Regions from separate parts of the Gossypium arboreum genome. Here region 1 is linked to region 2. Evidence: chromatin contacts called from public Hi-C data. All regions are on one chromosome and are shown on one strand. Each heading gives the region's core, a stretch centred on a gene start, on an enhancer-like site or on the middle of the called end of the contact. The rest is flanking DNA. Distances are from core to core; before and after follow the strand shown. Region 1 holds the start of LOC108482072 (non-symbiotic hemoglobin 2). Region 2 holds the start of LOC108480148 (3-phosphoinositide-dependent protein kinase 2).

Evidence for each region. Hi-C and Micro-C count contacts between places; a contact is called where the count stands out from the background.
Region 1: a contact with region 2 is called in a Hi-C map of leaf, with 4 times the contacts expected there. The contact joins the promoter of LOC108482072 here to the promoter of LOC108480148 in region 2. A contact is called at or near these places in 2 of 5 Hi-C or Micro-C datasets (both in leaf).

What each region holds. Positions count from the first base shown.
Region 1 is chr1:95,120,240-95,124,495 of ASM2569848v2, reverse strand. LOC108482072 (non-symbiotic hemoglobin 2) reads right to left here and starts at 2,514. Exons shown (of 5, transcript XM_017785178.2): 1 at 2,332-2,514; 2 at 2,084-2,223; 3 at 1,827-1,941; 4 at 1,636-1,752; 5 at 1,304-1,548. The coding sequence starts at 2,178. The coding sequence ends at 1,396. LOC108481970 (a long non-coding RNA gene) reads right to left here. Exons shown (of 2, transcript XR_001870799.2): 1 at 4,156-4,256; 2 at 3,596-3,887. LOC108480161 reads left to right here. Exons shown (of 8, transcript XM_017783058.2): 6 at 1-150; 7 at 217-319; 8 at 422-734. The coding sequence ends at 539.
Region 2 is chr1:94,839,222-94,843,145 of ASM2569848v2, reverse strand. LOC108480148 (3-phosphoinositide-dependent protein kinase 2) reads left to right here and starts at 2,645. Exons shown (of 11, transcript XM_017783037.2): 1 at 2,645-3,270. The coding sequence starts at 3,070.

The DNA.
Region 1 (4,256 bases), core at 1,265-3,764, 280 kb before region 2:
ATGATCTTAGAGCCGATATGGCAAGGCTTCAGCAGGGCATGAGCCACATGCAGAGGATGTTGGAAGCCTGCATGGATATGCAGCTTGAGTTACAGCGATCCGTCAGGCAGGAAGTCTCAGCAGCATTGAACAGATCAGTTGGTGAAAAAGGTTTGTAAATCCTCCCAACGTTTTTCTCTTTAAAAATAATTATTTCGGACTAACTTTTTATTACAGTTCTGAGTGTAGAAACATCGGAGGACGGATCTAAATGGGGTCATGTGAGGAAAGGAACCTGCTGTGTTTGTTGCGATAGCCATATCGATTCACTTTTGTACAGGTTTATACCTTGTCGACTTTTTCTTTTCATAAAATCATTATATTTTCGGACTAACACCGGAGTATGCGCATATGCTGATGATGCATATTGATGGGATTGCAGATGCGGACACATGTGCACGTGTTCAAAATGCGCGAACGAGTTGGTACGAGGGGGAGGAAAATGCCCATTGTGTCGAGCACCGATTGTGGAGGTAATCCGAGCATACTCGATATTGTAAAGAGGAGAGGAATAAGTAAGAGTAAAGAGAAAGAGAGAAGCCAATGTGAGATTATGTAGAGGAGGGGGCTCCATCCCAATTAGAAAGGGTGTATGTTTAAATATGTGGAACACTATGCTTTTTTGTATAATTGGAATAACAATTGGCATATCAATTATTATTCATTCTTCTTTATCATTCTTACGTAAATAAAAATGTCACTCTTTTTTTTTTTTTCTTCTCCTTTCCGTGATGGTTCAGTTTTGGGGATAAAAGAGAAAATTAATTAAAGTTGGTTTTACTTTTCGGAATTTTGAGTTTACTTTTTGAAGCTTTGATGTCACTTTATTTATGACATGGCAATTTTAGTGTGTATTTTTTATTCAAATTTAGCTGACAAATTTTAACCCTAAAATGAAAGGATTAAAATTCAAGAGCATAGCATCTTTTAACCGAAAATTAGTTGAATATATTTAATTTAAAATAAAAATGAAAATTATTGTAAAATTTACATCTTATTTTAACAAATTTTTATTTTAAATTTAATTATACATATGTAATATATTAATATAAAATGATACTAATTTAATAATATTGTTAATGATTTATATAAATCAAATCAAATTAAAATTTTATGTGATAATGTCATATAGTTTTAATATTTATTCAACTTAATTTCACTCAATATTACAAGTTGTTTTAAATCTCTCTCCTTCTATAATGTATTTTTATTAAGTTTTTAACCTTTTTTAAGGAAAAAAACAGAAAATAAGGCAAAATAATGATTGAAAAACAAAATAGTCTTTATTACTAAAATTTATTCATTAAAATTGTGAAAATATTGGCAAACAACAATAAAATTGAAGTAAAAGAGTAATTAAGCAGTTTCATCATGATGGTTCTTCATCTCAGCCTTTATAGCTTCAGCCAATTGATCATAAGCTTCACCCCAAGCATTCTTCATCTCTTCATTCCATTTCTCTTCTCCAATTGCTTCTTCAATTGTCCTTATGAGTGCCTCTTTCACCACCTGCATTAACATTATTCCTCAAAATTTTTTTAATTAACCACTGCATCCAAATCAAATTTATTATTAAAAAATAAAATAAAAATGTACCTCGAAATGGGGGTCTTTGACACCACTCTTGACATGGACAGTGCCCAAATACTTCAAAGTAGTATCAGCCACTACCACTTCCCCTTTCTCTCTCAGTTGTATGGCTGACTCACATGTCTTCAACAACAATTGTTTAAGTATTTTAATTTAAGTAGGGATATATATGCAATGAATAAAATAAAAGGACTGACCATCTTGAAAACCTTGACAGCATGAGCTTTGAGCTTTGGATTATTTTGAGGAATCTCCTCTGACTCCCTCAAGAAACTGAACATGTTCTTCGCACCTGGTGCTATCTCCAATATCCTAAACAACACTCTCAATTTAATCAATACTCAGTGGAAGAGAAATTCTCTTAAAAGACACAGCCTCACTCGTTTGGCCGACACTGACCACTGTTGGGTCCGAACGAAGAATTCATAAAAAAGGAAAGAATTAAAGGTCTTACAGTGAAAAGAAACGCAAGCTGAAGTGAGGAATATCTTGCTTCAAAACCTCCCATGATTCTTTCACCAACCCTTCTTGCTTCTCTGTGAAACCCATCTCTGATTTTCTTCTTCTCAATGATAACCAGGGAGTGGTGGAGCTCTATAAGAAAAGAGAAAACTAGTGTGGGAATCTTGAAGAAATAAATAATATTAATGACAAACGCAAACTCAGAAATTTAACTGCTGCTTTCCTTTATTAATATAATACCAATACAGCTAAGCTTTATTTGTCTTCTTAGACGTGCATTGATGATTGTGTAAAAGATGGCTCCTTATTTTCCAGAAATTTAAAAAAGGATGTTATTATTCACAAAAAATCATTTTGATTTCATTTGGTTGAATTTTGACAGAAAAATCTCCCAAGTTGTAACCTGTCCAGATATTTTCTATCATTACAAAATAATTCATGCTTACACCATACAAAATTAAATTACTATTCAAATGATTAATATTTTAGTAATTCAATCATTTAGTCTATTTATATATATATCTTGCATATCAAATTAGATGTATATTTAAAAATTCTAACTATTTATTTTATATATAAAATTCACCTCTTGAATATATATATATATATATATCAACTATTTTTAGATTAATATAATACGGATATCAGATGAGTTCAAAAATTTGAATGCATGACAAGTACAATTATATTAATAAATTTAATGATTAAATCGTTAAAACATTAATCATATAAATAATTATAAAAATGTGTAAAATTACTCTAATTTTTACTGAATTTTTCCCAATATATATTATTTTATGTAAAACATAACAATATTTCATTCAATGTACCAGTTGAGATAAACATCTACCTAATCATTAATTAACGGTGTATTAGAGATACTGAAGAAACAATAATCCAAGATTGATAGCATAAGCACCATGATTTTATTTATTTATTTTTATAAAAATCAAACAAATGAACAAAAAACCACTTATTACGAATCTCATGCTCCTCACCTTCCCAAAAATAATTTATATTTTTGTATTTAAAAATCACTAAATAAATTTTTTATGCATATTTATAAATTTTACTTTTTTCTGGGCGCATGGCTAACGTCAACTTTGAGAAATTTCCAAAAATTCACTTGTTTTTCAATCAAATTCCAGTTTTTCATTTAAACATTTTTGTAGAATAATCTTGAATGGAATTTTTGTTAGTACGTAACTTAATTGAAATGGTAAATTTAAGCATGATGGATTTTCTTTTTTGATAATAGGTTTGTGATCTCCTTCAATTGATAGCTTTTTGTTTTCTGATTTTGGCTTTCCTCCTTTCAATTTAGGGAAGGAAAGCCTTGTTGTTACGAATTGATGAAAGAAAAATAGTGGGCAAATGTCACCTCAAATGCAGAGCTGAAGGTTGTGCAACTATTACAACGACATTTTAAATGGGGCCCACAAGTTGAAGGTAAGCATCCTATTATCCATGGGTTAAACTATGACTGATGGGAGGCACACCAAGGTTTTTATAAACCCCATTGATGAGAGTAGAGATTGTAAGGCCCAAATTTTGCCTGGCCCGTACACATACAAAACAATAAAATAAAAAAATACAACAGTCCAAATCAAGGCCCAATAAAATAAAAATACAAAGGCCAGATAGGCCCAAAGCATTGGGGTTTTTAGAGACCCTAGGTCTCCTTTTGCTTCACGCCGCGGCCTTCACCAGCAGCCTCCACACACGCCCTTCGCACGATCCCCAACTACGCGTTGCCTACCCCACGTCTGTGCGCTCCGTTTTCATGGCTTCACGACCTGCAACATGGGCAAAATAGCAGAAATCGCTTGTATATTGGCTATAAAGCCTTCGGTTTTTAATTGTAAAGGGGGGGAATACAAATACAAGACAGATATAAAGAAAATAGAGAACAGAATCTGAATTTTCCATATGCAGAGCAATTTTTCAATTAAATGAGAACGATTTTTTCTTCTTTTCAAAAGGTGATTTGCTATTTTGATTTTACTATTTAAGTTTTTTTACAACAAAAGAAATGGAAAAAGAAAACAAAAGGGACGAAGGTACCTGATTGTGGCTTCTCCTGTAGCCGTTCTTCATGATCAAGGCGGATTAGCAGCAGGGGGCTGATCCATTTGTGCCCTGGCAGAGGAAGAAAGGAGAAGACC
Region 2 (3,924 bases), core at 1,396-3,895:
GGAAAATTTATTTATTTATTAAAAACGACCGTGTTTTGAGGTGATCCAATCACACCCTATTAAAAACGATTGGTGGCGACTCCCAACTTTTTGTTTTCAAAAGTCAATTTCCCATTTTCAAAAAAATGGTTTCGACATTGACCATAGGCGAGTTTTCAAAAGTAGATAGTGTAAGCTGGTGAGATGAGTTTGATTGCGGTAGTATTCGGTAGCGGATACTTCAGATCATAGAAAGTTGTATCCGCCAAGTATGGCGTGTTAGCTCGTCAGTTTGAGTCTGACCTTTTATTGCCTGATGGTATGTATTGTGGGATGTATGTCCCAGGAACTCACTAAGTTCTTACAAACTTATTCCGTTATTTCTTTCTATTTTTATGTTCTTAGGCTGAATGTAGTGATCGGCCATTTGTGAGAATGTAGTGATCGGCCATTTGTGAGACTTCTTTATGTTTCGTGGGTAACATGTTATTGCTGGGGGTATTAGGATGATTCTTAGATGCCACCATTTAAAAATCATTAAATTGTATTTTGAAACAATATTTTGTACTTCGAATGTTTATTGACGACCTTGTTGGCTTATAATCAATTGTGGGTTATAGTACTTTCAAATTAAATTAAGTAGAGTTTTAAACTACAAGCTCGAGCAATAACTCGAAAGGAAATTTCGTTTGATTTTATGAATATTTTCTAAACCGACTTCAAAGGCTATAAACTCGTATCTTTAAACTTTTAAAGTGGTGTGGTACCATTTTAAAAATTTTGATTTCAATTATATATATTTTCTAGTTAGTTGAATGCCACTCTAGTAAATGGGTACCCTCCTAAGGAAGATGTTGAAAGGTTTAGTGTTTTCAACGATTCGGCTCGTGGCACTTCATATCTGAATCCAACGAACGGGTTAAGCGTGGGAAATTACAATGGACAGTGAACCTCAACCCTTTATCATTTTCATTGCTAAAAGTAAAAAGAAAAATATTGTGTTTCAGCTAGAAAATATCAATTGTACCTTTAATAGGCCAAAATTTCAGAATAACTACTTTCAAATATCCCGGTTAATACCTTTCTTAGACATGAAATATGGGTTAATGGTTAGGTTTAACTTCCCATATCTTTGCAGCCCTAGGAGTTGGAAGCTTTCATTGCAATGTGTAGGGCCATATGACATGTTCCTTTGTTCTGTATAAATACTATCAATCTCCAAGAACTAAGTCATAAGAGAAAAGCAAGAAAAAAAAGTACAAAGAGAACAGAAAAAAGTTTACATAAAGAGACAAAGCATCACTTTAGTAAAAATATAAAAATTATTCACTATTGTTTAGACTTTATTAACTTCACCGTCCATTGTTGCCCTACTTTTTAAATAATAATCAACTCATATTTTAATTAAAATTTAAGGTGTTATTTTTACTATCGTATATTTTTTTGTAATGTTTATTATTATTTTTATAAATATGAATTTGTTTTTATGTTTTATTTTTATGGAGAAGTCAAGATTGTGGAGTTTGTTTCCATGTAATAGGTGACGTCCCAATCAAAGGGCCGTTCCAATGCTTTTCTTTGGGAACCCACTTGGCCCACATTTCTTGCCTACACGTAACCTGGGTCCTACCGCCCATGCTTTGGACCTACTTACTACTCTCAATAATTATAATTTACTCTATTTTATTCAACACGTAATTGAATTTCAATTTAAAAGCGTTTTCGTTATCGAATTTTTATTTTTAATATTCACAAAGAAAATTACCAAATTAGATACCAATTCATAAATCTATATTGAAAACAAATAAAAGAGAAGAAGATAATTGATTAAAAGAAGTATAATTACATATATATATATATATATATTGTTAATTTAACTTTTATCCTTTTAAGTTAAAAGTTAAATAGTCTTTTTAAACACCTAAAAGATTAAATTTTTAACGATGTTAGCTTGGTAATTCACGCGATAATTCAAGTGTATCTCATCTTATTATAGTAATATTTGTCTTATATAACACATTAATAAATAATTTTAATTTTTTAAAATTAAAAATAAAAATAAACAAATTCAAAAATTAGTATAAAGTGATATGGATTTAAATTCAGCTTAGTAGAGCAATTAAATTAATTTATAAAAGAATGTAATAAACTTAACCTTCAATCAGGTTTTTTATTTTTGAGAGATTGTTTATGGAGAAAAGAGAAAATGATGTAGCATATATTTATCCTTCATCAAATTCCTCACTCACTTCAATATTATTTTTACGGATTCGAATAATATTTAAATTTTAAAATTACTATTTGTGATGGTTTTAGAGCAGATGTGAGTTAAATATTGGAATATAATAGTTATAATTAATTAGTTAGAAACATAATTTATTAAAATAAAACATAAAATATGTAACTAAAATAATTTTAAACCATAAAATTCATTTAGCAAATATTGAATTGGGAAAAAGTTACTGCAATAAAAGAATCAAACTCACAACATTCTTGTCATTGCTTGGTTTTTAAAACTGAATTAGCATTACCATAAATTAGAAACCTACTTTTAATTTAAAATTTACAATCAAATTAAAAGTTATTAACTCAAATCATTCCCAAACTCGTAGCTACAAATCATTATCAATAAATGTTAAAATATTTTAAAAATATAATTATTCCAACAGATAAGTTGAACCCTTATCAGTTAGCATACAGACAACTCTTTCACTTTTTACATATATTAATTTTTTCTTTCTAGGGTTTTGAAATTCGTCAAAAGCTGATCACTCTCATTTTCATCTTTTTTCCTTTAATATAATATAATATAATATATATATTTTAAATTATAGTTACACAAATTTGTATAAATTTCATAAAATTATATTATAGTGACAAGAAAAGAATCAATTTCAACTTTTTTTCCTCATTTTTCAGAAGAATATTTAAGGAAGATCCAATCTATCTCAATAAAGAGGAAAAAGGATTCTTTTTCTTTTTTTTCTCTTTGACTGGAAACAAAAATCGAAAAAGAAAAGCTTCTCTCAATAATTATTTTTATTGCTGTGATGTTGTAAAAGGGAAAGTAAGGGGATTTTTGGGAGAGAAATGTTGGCCATGGAGAAGGATTTTGATTCAAAGCTTAGGGTTCAGGGAACTGATGATACTAACAAAGACAATTCTTCTAATACTGTTGCTTCTAACAATGTTCAGAGATCTAAAAGCTTTGCATTTAGAGCTCCTCAAGAGAATTTCAGTATTCAGGATTTTGAACTGGGTAAGATCTACGGTGTTGGTTCTTACTCGAAGGTTAGTTTTTTTTTTTTTTTTTTGTACTTGAGTTTGATTCTAGTCAAATCACTCTAAGTAGATCACACACTGTTTTTGGTTATAATTTATTATTATTATTATTATTATTATTATTATTATTATTATTATTATTATTATTATTATTTGTATGTATGCTTGCATGCTTTAATTTATGAACTTGATAGGCAATGATGCTTTCTTTATGAATTGTGTGTTTTTGGTATAAATTTAGCTATCTTTGTGAATTTTGTGGGTTTTTTTGGTAGTGATACAAGCTATTTGAATGAAAGGGAAATAATTTTGCTTAGTTTATAGAAACTTAGTGTAAAGAAAAACATGTTCTGTTGAATAAAAAATGTGTTGTTCTGTTTCTGTTTCCTATATTAGCTGACTGTGTAATATTTAGGCTATGCTTGGAAAGAGGATGAACGGAAAATCTTTTAGCCTACCGCACTCATGTGCATGTTGAACTATCTATGCTTTATTTAGGCTATGTGTGATATTTTACTACCCTCAGATATTTACTTAATCGGCAATAGTTCAACTTGCACATGAGTGGAGTGAGGGATTTTGAGCCTACTGCTTTTCCTTTTACTGCTGGATCAAGATCTTATTTATTTCTCTCTTTTTGTTTTATGTCTTACAGATAATGAC